2 separate regions of the Oryza sativa genome follow, and region 1 is linked to region 2. The links are chromatin contacts, called in public ChIA-PET maps. All regions are on one chromosome and are shown on one strand. The core of a region is the stretch at or near the end of the contact, and the rest is flanking DNA. Distances in the headings are between cores, read along the strand shown.

Evidence for each region. ChIA-PET counts read pairs in DNA pulled down with a chosen protein or histone mark.
Region 1: a contact with region 2 is called in an H3K9ac ChIA-PET map of seedling, with 4 times the contacts expected there. The contact joins the promoter of LOC136351045 here to the promoter of LOC4337482 in region 2. A contact is called at or near these places in 3 of 4 datasets of contacts at active chromatin or transcription factors (leaf and seedling).

Annotation. Positions count from the first base shown.
Region 1 is chr4:35,740,868-35,746,309 of ASM3414082v1, forward strand. It overlaps LOC136351045 (cationic peroxidase SPC4-like), which reads right to left and starts at 3,610. Exons shown (of 2, transcript XM_015780057.3): 1 at 3,207-3,610; 2 at 2,011-3,116. The coding sequence starts at 3,434. The coding sequence ends at 2,337.
Region 2 is chr4:35,705,780-35,711,807 of ASM3414082v1, forward strand. LOC4337482 (peroxidase 12) reads right to left here and starts at 3,591. Exons shown (of 3, transcript XM_015780055.3): 1 at 3,297-3,591; 2 at 2,957-3,142; 3 at 2,006-2,861. The coding sequence starts at 3,533. The coding sequence ends at 2,244.

The DNA of each region.
Region 1 (5,442 bases), core at 2,360-4,859, 35 kb after region 2:
ACGCTATACTTCCGTGGTCTCAACAGATCGGAAGAAGGCTCTACATTTGCTATGCTCAATTTTGCAATGTTTTTGTGACATTAATTTCAATAGTTGAAAATACTACCTCATCATGTACTGGAAGTGAAATGTTTCGATTTGATTTGATTGTGTTTCACTATTTTAAGTTTTGGTTGTTATTACTTTCTTCAATTTTTCAATCATTGGAACGTAACCCAATTATTTCATACGTGGAAGGAAATTATACGTTTCAATTTAAATTTGACAATGTTTTATTTCCTTTATTTTATTTCTAAATATTGCATTCCACTTGTCTTGGTGTTTGGTATATCACGCTGGTTCTCTTTTATTACAGCTATTATATTCTAAATGTTTTATTGTCTGAAAATTTTGTTTCACAATGTATAAGTTTGTTTTTTCAGTAACTATTAACTGATGAAGCAGTTTTAACGATTTCTTTTATCATATCAAACGGACTATCTCTAGTCGAGTCCTTTATAATTTATACGGACTAACAATATTTCTCAAGATGGGAGGTAAGAAAATTCTCACTCTGCTTTTCAATATATGAATCTGCTAAGTTTTGTTATAAAATTTAACCATTCGTCTTTGTTGAATAGTTCCACATTGACTGTGAAATGGCAAATGACCTAAGATATAAGTGGGGAAACCCCTCACCTCAATGGCTAGCTTTTGGGGTGGGAAAGGCTATTTACGATCCTACATGTGGTATCAGAGCCTGGCTAGTTTAACATCTCTAGCCCGATAGACATAGTGTGTGAAGGCCTGATGGACCGTGAGTGTCTGCGGGGCCCGTATACCTGATGGACCGTGGGCCTATCCTGTGGGGCCCGTATACGGTGAAAGGCTGAGGGACACCAATGTGTGAAGGGACAGATTGTTGAATAGTCCCACATTAGTTATGGAAGGACAAAGGACCTAAGATATAAGTGGGGGAGCCCCTCACCTCAACGACTAGCTTTTAGGGTAGGAAATGCCCTTTACGATCCTACAATTTTATTCATTTTTTTTCAAATTGTAATAATATAAGTAAAGTTTCTTTAGTGATAAATCAAGCCCTAACAAAAGAGAATATATTTCATTAATTTTTTTAACTAAAACAATGATTAAACATTATGTAAAAAGTTAACATCGCTATATATTAGAAAACGGAGGTAGTACGAGATTGAAATTATGAGGTAGTACCGCTAGCAAAGAAAAACAATCTTATTATTGGCTTTCATAGTGCATTGACGTGGCATTCAGCCCGAGCCAAATAGGTTGGAGATTCCACCACACGTCGAACTATTTTGTTGCTCTGAAGAACGCGGAGCCAAATGTTACCACAGGTACCTCGTCAAAATCTGCATCTTTGGATCCCACATTTCATGCCCCGCACCATAAGGAAGGGAGAGAGAGGACCGAGGAGAGGCACTTTGTCGCCATCCCCGCGCTCCACGCTGCCGAGCATATTGGACAGTGGAGGAGGGCGATGAGGTGAGGAGCGCTTCAGACCGCACCGGCGACACAACGCCGTGGCCACAGACGAAGGAGGGGTGAAAAAGGTGGGGAGAGGGGATAAACGTTGCCGTTGTTCTTGTCCTCTTCATCCCCTGATATAGTTGTGCCGGCGTCGCGTCAAGAGGAGAGAAGGTGAGGTGGCGCCGACGTCGAGCTGTTGCCTTCGTCGCTTGGGACGCCCTCGTCACCTCCAGATCCACACCCGTGCCGCCGACCTCGCCGATGCTTTGGGGGAGGAGAGGAAGGGTGGTACACCGGTGGATCTAGCCGCCGCTCCGCCTAGTGTCGTCGCCGCATGGGCCCGACGGCTCGGCTCCCTCCACCCGGCGCCACTACTTCTTGAGCTGCTGCTGCCGCTCCGCCTGACTCCGTCTCCGCTCGATACCTTAGCTTCCTCCGCCAAGCGCCGTCACCTCGGTTTCCTTCACCCGGCGCCTCGTCTTCCTCCGGCGGTGGGAAAGGCAGAGAGGATATAGGGGGAGATGAAAAGTGGGAGTGGATCTACAAGTGAGATCCACAATAAATAACTTGCACTACTGTGAAGCATATATCCTTTGAGGAGCTTGGTCCAGGTGGCAACGGAAGCGCAGCAAATGCGGTGGTCGCACTGCTATCTCCCTTATGGTAGGGACACAACGAATTAAGCGAACAAAAGCCAAGGGCCAAGGCCTGCACTCGTGCAGGCCAACGAGACCAGGATCAGCTAGCGTATATACGTCAACCACCTCCCTAATTAATCAACAACGGATGGAGGGCCGCTCCGTGGACATGTCGTCGTACAGCCGGAGCCAACGATCTCGATCGATCCACCCATATCAAGGAGAAGCGGCCTCATCGCCGGTGGCCAAGTCGACGAGGCGTGGTCCGTTGGTCCTGAAGCAGCTGCGGCGGATCTCGCCGACGTTCCTGTCAGTCCTCGGAACCTGGCTGAGCTTGACCATGGACTTGGCGAACTGCCTGAAGAATGCGGCCTTGTCCGCGGCGAACTGCCTGACGATTGGCGCCGTGATCCGGTCCTTGATGAGCGCCATATCGGAGGTGAACACCCCCTGCTTCCTGGTGAGCGCGACGTAGTAGGCGTTGTCGAAGGCGTCGGGCGTGACGACGTCCAGATTCTGCAGCCGGTTGGGGTCCTTGGTGCAGTTCACGGCCAGCTTCTTGGAGAAGGTGTCGTCCTGGCGGGCGGCGCGGTCACGGAAGAAGTCGCAGTGCGCCCTCCCGACGGTGTGGGCGCCGGAAAGCGCCACCAGGTCGGCGGCCTCTCTGAGGCCCTTGCTTCCGAATTTGTCGAGGAGAGCCTGGACGCTGGAGGTGCCCGGGCCCGGGAGTTGGTTGACGAGGCGCACCGGGGCCGGGGCGAGGCTGTCTTTTTGGCCGAGAGACACTGCGTACGAGGGTCCCCCGGAGACGACGACGGCGTCACGGGTGGCGAGCGCGGAGATGTCGGCGCAGGAGACGGTGGGGCCGCATGCTGCATGCACCTTGGCGCGGATGTCGTCGACGAGCTGCAGCGCCCGCGGCTGCAGCGTCAGGTTTGGGCCCATGCCCTGCTCTGAGTTGCTGCCTCCCCTCAGATACACCGATGCATCGCACCCCTGCACATGCATATGCAGCATGTTCAGTTGAGTACAACATTATTGTTCGTACGTACGTGCGAATATAGGAGTATGTTCTTGCGTGCGTGCCTGCGGGAGGCAGTCGTGGAAGAAGATGCGGAGGAGGCCGGCGGCGAGGGCGATCTCTTGCTGCAGCGCGGCTTGCACTGAGGAGCGCACGATGGCCTCCAGCGGCGGGCACGACGCCGCGTGGAAGTCCACAGACAACTCGGCTGCTGCTGCTGTTGGTGAGGAGATAAGGAGGACGGCGACGAAGGAGACCAGCTCCAGGACGGGCAGTCTCCTCGCTGCAGCCATCTTAATTTGGCTCTCTGCTCTCACTCTTGATAAATATTTTTTTTTCAAGTTTATACTACTTTATTTGGGCAACTATTTGTGGCTTTTATAAGTTGTCGACTTGTCGCTCTTTAAATTTCGTTCTTACGGTTCTTTTTCCATTTTCTTCCCACCAGAATAAAAGCTTCCCTGATTTCTTTCCACTTTCGTCTATGTGATGTGATAGGCCAGACTACTGATGTGAAATATCCATTTTACACATGCCCCCTTCTCTTAATTTCCCTCCTCTCTTTATCCACCATGTTTTAGATTTCGATCACTTGTGACAATGACTTAACTCCGGGGAATCATGGAAAGCGTCGCCGCCATCTTATCTACTAGCTAGACATGCACAGGTCAGGGGCGACGAGATGCACCGGCCAACCACCCCCCCTTCCCCCATATTCCCTCTACCTTCATCATGCCTGCCTCATTGACTATATGTGCCTCTGCCTCTACCTCTGCTCCCCTACACCAGCATCAACAGTCCCTACTTCTACACTCACCCTTCACCGCAAACACTCTCGTTCTTTTTAGCCCTCGCTTCCCTGCTAAGCTCGTGTCAACTTTGAGCTCACTGACGCCATCACCGCCGAGTGTGTGGCAGTGGCGGCCAAGTCATCGTGGAAGGGCATCGAGCGGCAGTTGCAGCGAATGTCGAAGTACATCAAATTGTTTTCGGTGATGACTTGCCTAGCATCGCTAGCTCATTGAACCCAAGCGTATATCTCCTCCGGTGCCACCTCGTTGAGCCCATATCAGAGCTCGGTGCTCGATGGATGAGGGAGGAGACAGAGGAAGAAGAGATAAGATGTAGCGCCCGTTCCGTCGTGGCGCCTAGCGGGAAAATTATCTCTTAAAAACCCTAATTGCGAAATTTGTTTCTTTGCTTGTTGTCTAGTGTCCGTGCCATCTCAAGATCTCAATCCGCGATCGATCGTCGAGATCAATTCCGAATCCAATTTGTCGGTGACATGGGACCGGGAGTATCATGACTTAGAGACTTGAGGCAGACACGATCACCCACGTGGCCTAACCCCCTCGGGGGGGTCGGGCCCGAGGGTGATACGGCCGCCCTTCTCTTTGTCTCCCCGAGGGGTCGGACCGCTCCCGTCTCGGCCCCGAGGGCTGGGGCGCCCCGACCCCTTGTGGATTTTGCGCCGCGTGTATGGGTTAGGTGAGCGCAGCGGCGCTCACCTAACCGCATTTATTGCGGTTTGGACGAGCGCGTCACGCCGCATGTAACGCAGTGCAGCGCGCTCGTTTATCCGGTCTGTGACCGGTCATATACCGGTCAGATCGTGGGTTAGGTGGCGACAGGCGGTCTGACGCACGCCTCGCCCCATCCCGTCAGGACGAGAGCCTCCAAGCACTCGTCCCTAGCCGGAACCGGCGTGTTAGCTCCTGGAGATGGCACGTTGGTTCCGGTCAGATATATGCCAGGCTTCATCCTAACCATTACAGGCAAGATGTTGTATGAAGAAGGGCGAACATGCAGATTGTTAAACTGACACGTGGTGGACAAGAATGACCGATTTGTGACCGGTCAGACAATGGTCATGTCGTCAGCAGACAGCCATGTTCCCACGTCGCGCCTGCTTCCGGCGGAAGTGGAGGTAGGTATGGGCCGTCCCATCAGAAGGTCATTCGGACGGCAGCCATACAAATCTCCGTCCATTAATGAAGAGAAGTCAAGTAAGAAAGAGAGGGAGAGATGGTGCATGTGGTATCCCCTTGAGATATAAAAGGAGGACCTTGCCCACTTAGAAGAAAAAACGATCCCAGAACGATCGGGGGCTGGCTCGCACTTTGTAGCTTCTTCATACACAGACCACCAAAACACAGGAGTAGGGTATTACGCTTCTCAGCGGCCCGAACCTGTATACATCGCCCGTGTCTTGTGTGTTTCCACTCTCGCGAACTTTCCACAGACCAAGAGCTTAGAACCTCACCCAGAGCCCCCGGCCGAACCGGCTAAAGGGGGCCTGCG
Region 2 (6,028 bases), core at 2,341-4,840:
TTAAAATTAATCAATATTTTAAGGTGGGGTTTTATGAAACATATAGACCACAAAACCTATGGTTATGTGTTATATGTCATAATTTTGTGCAACTTCGATCATAATATGTGGAGTTTTCTGAAATTTACTCTTGAAATTACATTGCATTCTAATCTTCTTGGTGTGAATCTGCGGTCCAATTTAAGTTGTGTGGCTTGTTCTTTTCGAGCGTAAAACCAGAGCGCATGCTATGCGCAAGTTTGGCATTTCTTTTGGCAAATTGCTTACTGCCTCTGCCTGCTTGACTTGGTCTGCTGGTCCTTGGCGTCCGTGGGACTGGCAAGAGCTTCATTTTTTTTTTCCTTTTTGACACTTGCAGTTAAGACCTCTTAATTTTGCTTCCCATGGACGCAGAGGAAATTGTGTTTTGAGTAACAAACTGTTGTTATCCTTACCTTCTGTAAGTTCAGAAAATACTGTTGTTTGGTTCCGTTTGCTTGCAAAGTTGTTTTCTTAGTTCACTTATCCTTTACGAGTACGACCTTACCTTCTATAAGGATGGTTCTGTTCTGTATAATATTTTGTTTCAGGCGATGTATCAGGGAATTTATTTCCCTTAAACTCTGTCTTTAATCTATAGTAATCTAATGAGTTTTTTTTTTTTTTTTTAAAAAAGTACTCCCTCCGTCCCATAATATACCGTCCCATAATATAAGGGATTTTGAGTTTTTGCTTACACCGTTTGACCACTCGTCTTATTCAAAAAATTTTAGAATTATTGTTTATTTTTTTGTGATTTACTTTATTATCCAAAGTACGTTAAGCGTAACTTTTTGTTTTTTATATTTGCATAAATTTTTTAAATAAGATGAGTGGTCAAACAGATTAAGAAAAACTCAAAATCCCTTATATTATGGGACGGAGGGAGTAACAAACTGATATGTAGCAGTTCGCGGATGATGATGGTAACAAATCGTTCGTGATGTCTGACCACTTGCATAATGCATACTAGTGCTAACTTCGTAACTACTCCTGTTATGTTGCTCTGTACAGCTGATATGTGGGTGTTCCATAGTCAGTTTTAGGCTGATTCCACGGAAAAAAAAAGTTTTAGGCTGATTGATGGGAATGATTCGCCATAACTGTAGATGTCTCTTGTGCAGTACCAGAGATCAATCTAATGGTAACAGGCTAGGACGAGAGCAATTTTATCGTGAGAAAAAATGGTGGTGATTGATGCAAGAAAAGAAAAGAAAGTGAAAGTGTGAAACTTGAAAGTGAGAGTAATATTCATACAGTAGAGGCAGCAGGGAAAAAGAAGAGTGATATATTATAGGCTGTGCTGCCTGGCCCATTGACTGAAGTGCTATAATTTTGGAGGCCCAAACGAAGCCCGTCTGAGTATCCTCGTATCCTGGGGTTCTGTTCTTGGCGTGGTTGATATGATTGTGCTGGTCAAGCTCTCCAGTCTCCACCATGCTGCGGGCCAATCATCAGGAGGTGTCATCCAAGATCCAGATGCAGAATGTACTACCCGTCTTTCTTAAGGTTTATATATACAGTAGTATAGTATATATAAACCTTTCCATTTGTTTATTTCCAATGCTATATACTGGCTACTTCTACCTCTCTTTTCTAATGCTAGCACGTTGTAAAATCTGCTCCAAAGTAGTAGTAATATCTTAATGAACTAAGGCTGATTGTTTTGTTGCGCTTTTATTTGCTGAGTTATTGGATTCCTTTGTCCCAAAACATTCACATGATCATCGTTGGTGTACACTAGTGATGGTGTGCAAACGTGGACGACTTTGACCAATCTACCTTTTGTCCCAGATTCAGAGCATCTAGTTATGCACTTTAACTCCGGTGGGTGAGTGACTTCTGAGTAGTCGTACTCGTGTCACGTATGCTTCCCGGTCCTGTGCCAGCGCTGTGCAATTTAATAAACTACACTTTGTTTTGTTTTTATCTGATTAAGTGTCGTGCTATGCCGAACGATGGAAACATTAATTTTGGGTTTATGCTGTGACAAAGACAGTTGTGATGATGTAGCACTAACTGATGATGATGATACATTTGACATGCAGTTACTCTGTCCCGACCGAGGAATCGAGTAGTAACTTTACTTTTTATGAAGCAAAACCATTCTAACTAAGCAGAGAATGCATGGAAACCAAACACCACGCGCAGATGGCATCCTCTTAATTATTATTACTAGCACAAAACATAAACATAAAACGATCACTAATTACTCCATAAGTTAATTAGGCGTCGGCGGCGAAGCCTTGGTCGTCGTCGGCAGCGTTGAGGAGGTCGGAGGAGCGGCGGTTGGGAGCGGCGCAGTTGTTGCGGATCTCGCCGGCGTTGCCGGTGAGGACGTCCATCTGGCTCATCTTGACCATGGAGCGTGCGAACTGGTCGAAGAAGGCGGCCTGGTTGAGGGCGAAGCGGACGGCGGTGCGGTTGGTCTGCGCGTCCTCGATGAGGCCCTGGTCGGACTTGAAGATCCCCTGCTTGGCGATGAGGTCGAAGTAGTACTTGTTGTCGAAGGCGTTGGGCGTGCGGACGTCCAGCTCCTGCGTGACCGAGTTCACCGGCACGTCCTTGGCGCACTTGGCCTGCAGCTTCTTCACCAGCACAGGGTCCATGATGGGCTTGGAGCCATCGAAGCGGTCGTTGAAGCTGCCGCAGTGGCCTAGTCCGATGGTGTGCGCGCCGGACAGCGCCACCAGGTCCGTCTTGTCCAGGTTTCGGTCCTTGAACGCCTGGATGAGCGTGGGCACGTCGAAGAAGGGCGCCGGCAGGAGGCCCACCTTGTCGCTCGACGCCGGTGCCAGCCCGTCGCGCCGCCCCAGAGGCACGTCGAAGTAGGGCCCGCCGGACTGCCATGTAAATGTAATTAAATTAAATATGTTAATTTGTTCAGTTCTTGAGTAAAAATCCCGACTGTTCATTATTAATTAAGAATTAGACGTACGGCGACGATGGCGTCACGCGTGGCGAGCGTGGTGATGTCGGCGCAGGACACCTTGGCGCCGCAGGCGGAGTGTACGGCGGCGCGGATGTCCTCGATGAGCTTCAGCGCCGACGGCCGCAGCGTCTGGTTGGGTATCTCACCCAGCTCGCTTTGGGAACCCGTCAGGAGGACCGACGCGTCGCACCCCTGAACACTTAATTAATTATGTTAATATACTACTGTAGTTACTAAAACTCGGTATTTAATTTGTTTTTTTTTTATGTATTGCCATCTGTAAGAAGGAGGCACCATGCATCAACCGAACCGGCAACTACTGGAGTAAAATGGTAGTAGGACGTGCCTGCGGGAAGCAGTCGTGGAAGAAGATGCGGACGAGGCCGGCGGCGATGCCGATGTCGCGGCGGAGGGCCTCGGTGACGTGCCACCTCACGATGCCCTCCACCGACGGGCACGACGTGTCATAGAACCCCCAGGAGAGGCCGGCGACGACGGGTTCGCCGGTGGTCACCACGGCCGCGCAACGGGCAGCAAAGAGGCCCGAGATCAGTAGCACAACCATACCCAGCTTGGACGCCATTGCTCAACACTCTAGCTAACAAAGATCGATCACTCTCAGCTCGACCTCTGCCTCCTGCAAATGGTCCATCTCTCCATGCCCTATATATATACTGGACTGGACCCTATCTTGTGGAAAAGTGGAATATAATGTATACTCCTACTACGTGCATAGTATGTTGGTCTAGGATTGTGGCTTGATTGCTCAAGCCAGCACATTATCAAGATGTCAGTTTGCTGTTTCTAATTAATTGTTATGTCCAAGCCCGATCTGATCCACAGGAGGCAGGCATATGCCTACATCAAAGGCAGAGATCAATAATTAATATATCACCACCTAACCTTGCAGTATGTTAACTATATTCAAAGAAAAATAAAGCTGACTTTTTCACAAAGATAAAGCTGACCAGCTAGACTCATTTCTTTTAGTTACCATCACATCTTTAATTTGTGTTGTACAATAATACTGCCTCTGTTATTTTAAACCTCACATTTTTGTATTTTCTTGTGGTTTCCAGAATACGACTTGGGCTAATCCATTTAATAACTTTGCATCAAGATCATACAAAGATTATATTTGTATGAACAGATTTTGTAACGAAAAATCTAATTATATCAATTTTATAAATCAAATTCTAATAGTTTCAAACATGTCAGTCGTCACACTAATAAAATATTTTTTTCAGCATGGATTCTCGGATCTTAAGACTCCAGATTGCAAGAAGAACGTTGCAGTGGGCCATGATGTTGATCAATTAATTAGCAAGTGGTCTAGTGTATGAAAAGAAATCCAATTAGCAAGTGGTGATGGTGCAATTAATTGCGCTTGATATCTCTATCTTACGGTTGCACGCCCCCACCAATTAGACACCTCCCAATTCCCATTTCTTTTCTTTCCTTCTTTTTAAAGCTTCACGAGCCAGTTAGTGGTACAAACTACAAAGCAGTCCAGAGAGGAAAAAAATCAATGGAAAACAACCAATAAAACGATGTGCAATATATAGTGTGCTCCATCCGTCCCAAAATAAAACAATTTAGTATTAGATGAGATGTTTTTATAACGAATCTGTACAAAGCTCAATATAGATTTGTTGTACTAAAAAATATCTCATTCAATACCATATTATAGCCGAGTTTAGATCCAAAGTTTTTCTTTAAACTTTTAACTTTTTCATCACGTCAAAATTTTCCTACACACAAATTTTCAACTTTTTTATCACATCGTTTCAATTTTAACCGAATTTTTAATTTTAATGTGAACTAAACGTACTATTTTTTTTTAAGGACGGAGGGAGTTTGTTGCAAGGAGGCTTTGGTCGCCATGGAATCCTTTGCCTTTAGGGAGTGTCTTCCGGATTGTGCCTGCCACATGCCCACATGCTAGGCAAATGTATCAATTTTTTTCCGTGGACACGTGCTTTTCTGTACTAGTAAATCCAGATGCTGTGAATCGATCTGGTCAGTCAAGAGGATGCTGGATGCATGCGTTCCTACCCAAAAGTCAAGTTGTTGTTTCCCGGCATTTTCTGCAAACAGGCATGTGCATCTGTCCACTAGAATTGTAGTTGGTGACCAACGATGAGTACTATTGCTAATGTAAATTACGGTTACAATGACTCTAGGCTTGTGGAAACACCCACAATTTTCCAATCATGCATACCAGTGGATTTTGCCGACCCCACCCGGGGTGTGGCTACAAGACGACACCATCCGGCGATGACATGGAGTACATAGCTAGTGGCTGCAAGTCCAAAATGACTAGATTTGTTAAGGGGTAAAGTGACTTTCAGTGATGCAATCGATAGGGAAATAAATGGAGCATTTAATTTATCTGTCAACTGATTTGCTAGATAAAATTGAAGCATAGAATTCGCATGCAGCTGACTGTACATATATAAAATCTAAATTATATGTAACATGAAGGATATATATAAAGCAAAATAGCTTTTAGACTTTGGCATTCAAATATATTGTACCCCTCTAACCACAAAAGAATGTTGTTCTAGAATCCATACATGTAGAATGTAAATTTTATGCATATGAGAATGATATAGCCATGTTTGTTAAGGTTCCATAATGTTACAATAGTGTAATTTGGATATGTTTCAAAGAATTAAGCGGCTAAAGATATATCTTATTGACTTTGAAAAGTCCAAAAACAGAGGATGTCTATCTATCATGTGACCAGGGCTGGAAATTTCGGGCTGAAATTTCTGAAATTTCAGACCCCTCCGATACGATACTATTTCGGCAAATTTTTTCATCTTTTTTTTAATTTTTCATGAATTTTGATAATATTTGTTTAAAAATTTGAATAGAATTTCAGAAATTTCGGTATATCTATGACCTCCAATCAAATCGGCAAAGCCAAAAAAGCAAGCCCTTCATGCGACCGAGTTTCTTCAAATGAATCAGTCGATTTTATGCCATTGAGCTTCGTGCACACACCAACCAAACCCATTCCTATCCTCCCAACACAATCCCACCGCCACCGGCCACTCGTCCAAATAGTTACGC